2 separate regions of the Triticum aestivum genome follow, and region 1 is linked to region 2. A link is a contact called in public Hi-C data. All regions are on one chromosome and are shown on one strand. The core of a region is the stretch at or near the end of the contact, and the rest is flanking DNA. Distances in the headings are between cores, read along the strand shown.

Region 1 (3,476 bases), core at 107-2,606, 38 kb before region 2:
TGTCGGCACTCCCGTCTGGCCACCCAACGATGTAAGGATGAATGGGACCTGGCAGTATGGCACACATGCTGCAGCCAACAAACAGATGAGCGCACGTTGCGTGTTGGAAGAGGAGGTTCTGTCGGATACTCCATTCCACCTCCGCTGAATCTTCAGTCCATCCCAGCCGCTGTTTGCCGATGGCGACCCGAGTGCTAAGCTGTGGAAACGAAAGAGATCGATCATTCTGATAACAGTTATGGTGACCTTGATTGAGCGTCGATCTGCTCTGCGTTGGCAAATAGACGCAAGGTTGAGCGGGAATGGGATCCAAGGTTGCTGGTGCTCCCGGCTAGTAGACAGTCTCCATCCCCAGCGCCACCCCAAGTCAAATCTCAACGCTTGGCCTATGCTCTACTGCTTCACAAAAAGTTGTGAGATAGTCCATGCTCTAAACATAATTTTCCACGACAAATACATATATACACTTGTATAATTTGCGTATGGTTGACAGGACCCGATGAAGCAGGAGAACTTGCGCTGATCGATCCATTGATCGCTACACATAATATATTTTATTCAATATAAAAAGAGAGCCATACAGTTCAAGACACGTGCTCGGGCAGAAAGAGCCCGAATTGATAGCTGTGTAAAAGCAGATCCAGGCCCGGACGCCAGGAAGGTACACGACCGAGTTGCACTTGTCACGGAGATTTTTGACAGCGTCTGACGAGTGCTAGCTGACAGTCGGCATGGTTAGGTCCGCCCGATTGTTCAACGTTTTCCTGGTGATCTGTAGGGGCAGGCTGTGTGTGTGTCTGCAGCGCGGCGTCCAGTGGAGTGGAGTTCTTTTTTTGAAAAAGAACAGTAAACTTTATTAATCATTCCTTTTCGGTTTATAGGGCTTATTTCAAATTTTTTTATTTTTTTATTTAAAGGCTTCATATCCATCTTATTTTTAATTTTCGAGGCGCTTTAAATCTTTGCATACAAGAATTAAAAAAAATGTTCTTACTCATCTAGTGACGAAACATGCATGCACAACAATTAATCTAAATTAATGCATGAGTTTAATTTAAGTAGTTTTGTAAAGTATGAAATGCATTCATCCACTCATAAAATGATTTGGTTGATAAGATTTTAGATTTGAGCCTTATAAACCGAAAATGAGAGAGTACTGGTGGTTTATGAGAAGATTTACAATTTTATTCGTAGATTCTTTGAACCAATCCTTTGTCACCGAGCATTTTGCTAAACTAACAAGCTCACGAGCAACTTAATCCAGTGCGATGGAGGTCGCTTTTAACATGAGCCACTGAGCTCGCGCCCCGTGACACTGATGACCTGGGGTGCTGGGCTCAGTCAAACCCAGACACATGAGAACGATAGCCTGCAAAGTTGGGGGAAAGACGGAGGAAATGAGGGGCCGACACTGGGCAATTATTGGCGTATTTTATCCCTCGTGGAATCAATCATTCGTGCCCAGTTTGTGGAGCACGATATCATCTCACCTCCTGTTATGAAATCGTTGATTCTTTGTTTGACCCGTGGTTTGTCAGCGTAGTAGGTGACTACTCCCTTCGTCCGAAAATATTTGTCATTCAAATGAATAAAAGGGAACATGTCTAGATGTATTTTAGTTTTAGAAACATCCTTTTTATCCATTTTGATGACAAGTATTTTCGAACGGAGGTAGTACTAGATGGTTTGCTTTGCTTCCACTCCAAAGTCCAGTCCAGCGTGCAGTGTCGATATCCGTATGCAGGCGGCGCTTTTGGAAAAAGATCAACACTATGAGCAACTTCAATGGGGCGATCTATTTCGTCCGTTAACGTCCGTTTGAATCCGCGCGGAAACAAAAGTCGGCCCAACGCACTGACCCAAACGGACGTGCGTCCGTTTTTCGTCCGCGGGCGATCTATTCCCGGCCCATTTTTGAGCCGGATTTGCGTCGGCGCGGACACGTGATGAATGCGCGCGTGCTCCCCTTCTCCTCCCCGGGCCCGCTGATCGATGGCGCATTGGCCTTCCCCCATCCAACAACAACCACGCCTGCCTCCTTCGTCGTCGCCGCCGCCGCCCATTTTTTCAGTGTCTCTCCCAGCTGCCAGCTGCCAGCGGCTGCAACATCCTCTGAGCAACGCCGCCACCTCCAACGTCGCCCGCCACCATCGTCTTGCCGCCGGGGAACCGACTGCTTCCCACCCCCGTTCCCACCCCGACACTGGCGTGACCGCGACCAAGAAGTCGCCTCGTCGTTCCCGGCCAGATCCTCACCGACACGCTTGTCGGACGCCGCAGGGCAGCTAGCTGGTCCGTGCGCGCCGCGACTCCCTTCACCGACCGTCTTCTTCATTGACGCCCGCAAGCTGTTCGACAGTTTGTCAAGGTACAAAATGGACTCTGCCGACGAGTTCTTTTTTTCACAATTTCCTTTGTGACTCCAACGATTCATCATCCGATGACGAGGAGGAGATACTGGCTGACATGTTGGTACATCACCACCTCAATCGCCAGCGCGCGGCGTTCTGTGCCTCCATTCCGGGCCACCTTCCGGCGTTGAATCGCAACCGGGAGAGCGGGCATTTCCTTTTTAGAAGGACTACTTTGATACAACAAATCTGTCGTTCAAACATCAGAAATTTCGCTGTTGTTTTCGTATGAGTAGGCATCTTTTCAACCGTATTAGAGAGGGGGTGGTCGGCTACGATGACTACTTCGAGTGCAAAGAGGATGCCGTTGGAAAGATTGGTTTCTCCTTTTATCAAAAATCATTGTCGTCACTCGAATGCTTGCATACAGAGTGCCAGGTGATCTCATAGATGAGTACGTCCATATGAGCGAGTCTATATGCCTAGAGTCCCTGTATAAGTTCTGCAAGGCTGTTATTGATGTGTTTGGCCCTGAGTACTTGAGAGAGCCGACTGCTGAAGATACAACCCGTTTGTTGACGATGAATGCGAGCAGGGGCTTCCCAGGGATGCTTGGAAGCATAGACAGTATGCACTGGGAGTGGAAGAACTTCCCTTCTGCTTGGCAAGGGCAGTATAAGGGCCATATCACTAGTAGAAAACAGGGCTATCGTTCGCTGCTGGCCAGCCCATTAGTCCCGGTTCTTCAAGAACCGGGACCAATGGGGGGTATTAGACCCGGTTCATGAGCCCAGGGGGCCGGCCGGGGCCTCGTGGGCATTGGTCCCGGTTCGTGTAGAACCATTTGTCCCGGTTCGAGCCACGAACCGGGACCAATGGTCCTCGCTCCTGGCCCACAACCATTGGTCCCGGTTCGTGGCATGAACCGGGACAGAAGGGGTGGCTTTAGTCCCGGTTCATGCCACGAACTGGGACAAATAACTTGCCCATATATACCCACCGCCGCGGCAGAGCACTCCACGGTGCTCTGTTTTTTCAATCCGGCGAGGAGAGGGCATTTGGGTGCTCTAGTTCACCTCCTATGCACATGAGATGTTTGATGAAATGCCCGAGCCACATTATAGT
Region 2 (3,496 bases), core at 255-2,754:
GATTATCTCTAATTACAGATTTAAATCCTAACAGAAGGAATGGATAAGGGAATGTGTGGTCCTTTCGTTCGGTTGCTCTCGACCCAGCCCGAACGATTGCAAAAAATGACATGGCAGCCCTATGCGTAGCGATTCGTGTCGGGGAAATGAACGGCAATGAGGCAGTTCGGGAGAGAATAAAAAATTCTAACGTTTGGGACTTATTGATACCGGAAAAAAAATGCTCAATATTCTGGTGCCGCGAGATCCGGGGCCGTCAGCGTCGGGCTACTCGTCTTTTTTTTTGAGCATCAGTACAGACACAAGCGCTCATATACATGCGCATACACTCACCCCTATGAACGCACACACGCACACCCTACCCCTATGAGCACCTCCGAGAGACTGAGCCGACATATCATCTCGAAATTTATAAAGTCACCATAGGCGCCTCGTCGTCGACGGTAACGTCTCCTCCCACTAAAAGCGCATCGCCGGAAATCCTGAAATAAATTCAGGAATATTGTGAGCACCAGGATTTGTACCTTGATGGATTAAGGATACCACTGTCCATCTAACCAACTCAACCACAGGTTGATTCGCCGTCGGGCTACTCGTCAACACTCGCGATGGCCACCCAACGATGTATGGACGGACGGTGCATGACACACATATACAAGCCGCAGCCAAAACAGTCGAGCGGCGGCCGAGCGCACGTTGCGTGGTCGAAAGAGGAGGTTCTGTCGGATACCCCATCCCACTTCCGTTGAATCTTCACCCCGAGCTGCTGTTTATCCAGATTTTTTAAAGAAAGCTGTTGTGTATCGATGGCGACCCGTGTGTTAAAAAGTTGATGCCGATCGATCATTCAGATACGTAGAAGTTATGGCGGTCTTGAACAAGCATCTGTCCGCTCAGGAAAACAGACGGGAATGGGATCCAAGCCAGTTGGACGCCATATGCACGTACGCACTCCTACTTGCGTGGCTCCTGTTGGTGCTCCCGGCTAGTGGGCTGTCCACATCCCCATCGACATCAAATCTCGGCGCTAGTGAGCTTCCACAAAAAGTCGCGAGATAGTCCAAGTTCACAACATAATTATCCACGACAGTGTTACTATGGGCCTGTTTGGTTTGCAGCCTAAGGTTGCCACGCCTAAACTTAGGCGTGCCACAATATCTTAGGCATGTGTTTAGTTCATTGTCACACTTGTGACATGCCATACTTTTCTAGTTACATGGTCCACATATCATAGACTAAACTTCTTGCCAAATCTTGTCATACTTGTGGTGGCCATTTTATTAGCCACACTTTTTGTGGCAGTCGCACTTTGCCTAAGTTTTATTGTGGCAAAATTAGTCATGAACCAAACAGACCCTATATCGCCTGTATTTTCCCTATGGTTAGCAGCAACCGATGAGCAAGAAGAATGGTAAAAAACCGCGGTGAACCTGTCCTGATCGATCCATCGCTACCACATGTTGTCAAAGTCGATCGATCACTGTCACATCTTTGATGGCACGTGCTCGCGCAGAAGAGGCTCCAGTGAAACGAAAGCTGAGTAGGAGCAGATCCAGGCCAGGACGCCAGGTACTCGATCGAGCTGCACTTGGCACGGACATTTTTCTTCTGCCCGGCAGCGACTGCGAGCGCTCGCTGCCGTGGTCCACATGCAAATGCATGGTGAACTCCGCCCGTTTCCTCGACCTTTTCTTCCTGGCGACCGGCAGCGGTACTGTACACAGCGTAGCGTCCACTGGATTGCACGTCGCTGTCACATGGTTACACGAGCCAGTGAGCCCGTGCCCGTGATGCTCACCAATGACCTGGGTCCTGTGCTCTGTCAAAACGAACGCTGGGGGACGAGATAGCCAGCCAAATTGGAGCACCAGATTATCATTGCCGTATTCTTCCATTGCTCATGGAATTCATCATTCGTGGCTGAGGTTTCCGGTCAGACTGTGGAGCACAATGTCACCTCACTTCCTATCATGTGCCTTTGATCTTTGTTTGACCCGGGTTTGTCAGGCGGCCAGGGTAGTACAGTAGGTGACTAGTGGTTTTGCTTTGCATCCACTCCAGACCCAAGTCCAGTACAGCGGCGAGATGCATCTGCAGGCGGTTCTTTGTTCAACACTAATGCTGCATGACAGACAGGGGTGGTTAAGTTATCCTCGTGTTCTGGCGGCTGCTTTGTGGTGTCAATGTCAACTCGGTGGCGCATGGATCTTCAGATTTCAACCGATGGCGACGGCCATTATCGGCCCGCTCTTTTTTTTTACATAAGTCCATATGGCCCAACGGTATAAGGTGTTGAGGCCAAGCCTACTACAAATACGGCAATGGTGTTGATACATTGTAAGTACAAAATAATCTACTTACAGTGTAGATTATTGTATTTTTGGCTCACAGTGATGTATTCATGTTTTTTTTCGAAAAGGAGGATGACCCCGGCCTCTGCATCTCGGAGATGCATGTGGCCATTTTATTGATTATTCTTGAGGACCTTACAAAGTAGAACAACAATATGTCTGAATCCGTCATCTTGGCAACATCTGCTGCTAAACCTATCCAAATAATGAAGGGATGCAAGCTGGGCCACATACCCAGACCTCTCACCTAAGCCTAACATCTAAAGCCGGAGGCCCCGACCGACTCATCTGCCGGGTTCGGGGCACAAACCGGTCCGACGCACTCACATGTGTCGTCGCCGACATCTTCCACTGGTCCATCTTCAGAGCAGATTGAGGTGGCAACCTTGGCAGGTCCTCCACCATCGATGCCACCACGACGCCAAACGACGACCTCCACCTACACGAGCACTAGTAGAAAAAGGGCCTAATGTGAAGCTCATTAGCCTCGGTTTGTATTTAAACCGACACTAATGTGACCATTAGTGCTGGTTCCAACGACTAGGCAGGCGGGTCGCATTAGTACCGGCTCATGGCTAACCTTTAGTACCGGTTTGTCCCACGAACCGGTACTAAAGAGGTGGTGACAGGCTAGTGTCAGGCTGCGGCCCCACCAGCACCTCTAGTACCGGATCATGCCACGAACCGGGACTAGAAGTGCACCTTTAGTCACTTCTAGTCCTGATTCGTCTAATAAACCGGTACTAAAGATCTTCCTATATAAACCCCTTCGTCCAGCCTGAGCGCTATGATTTTCCCCTTTCCTCTCCTCTGTTTTCTTCCTCTTCCTCTCGAGCTCACACTCCATTTTTGCCAAAATTTATGAAGATTTGAAGGCACCCTGTTGGGGATATAACTATTAGTATGACCCACCCAGGAGGGGCCGGGTTATACATATGGCGATTCATCATATGAAGCCCATGACGACGTTTGAAGATGGCGGTTCAGTTAAGGGCCCAAGGCCCAAAGGCGACTTAACGCCCGTAGAGATAAACCACCATATTTGTATGACTTGTATTGTAAGGAAGGATTAGATAGTCACCGAGCCAGACACTGTTTATGAGCCGTCCGGGACTCCGTGAGCCACTGGGCGTCGACCTCTATAT

The links. A called contact is a pair of places that touch in the nucleus more often than the background predicts.
Region 1: a Hi-C map of leaf shows a contact between it and region 2, with 2.1 times the contacts expected there. The contact joins two enhancer-like sites. A contact is called at or near these places in 2 of 5 Hi-C or Micro-C datasets (both in leaf).

Annotation. Positions count from the first base shown.
Region 1 is chr3B:27,354,486-27,357,961 of IWGSC CS RefSeq v2.1, reverse strand. No RefSeq gene overlaps it. Among protein-coding and RNA genes, the nearest start is that of LOC123064489, 51 kb to the right of the region's middle. Within about 2 kb of position 1,356, at least 3 of the 8 cell types and tissues checked have an H3K27ac peak or open chromatin away from gene starts, as enhancers often do. A contact at or near this core is called in leaf, where this site is marked.
Region 2 is chr3B:27,316,574-27,320,069 of IWGSC CS RefSeq v2.1, reverse strand. No RefSeq gene overlaps it. Among protein-coding and RNA genes, the nearest start is that of LOC123064489, 13 kb to the right of the region's middle. Within about 2 kb of position 1,504, at least 6 of the 8 cell types and tissues checked have an H3K27ac peak or open chromatin away from gene starts, as enhancers often do. A contact at or near this core is called in leaf, where this site is marked.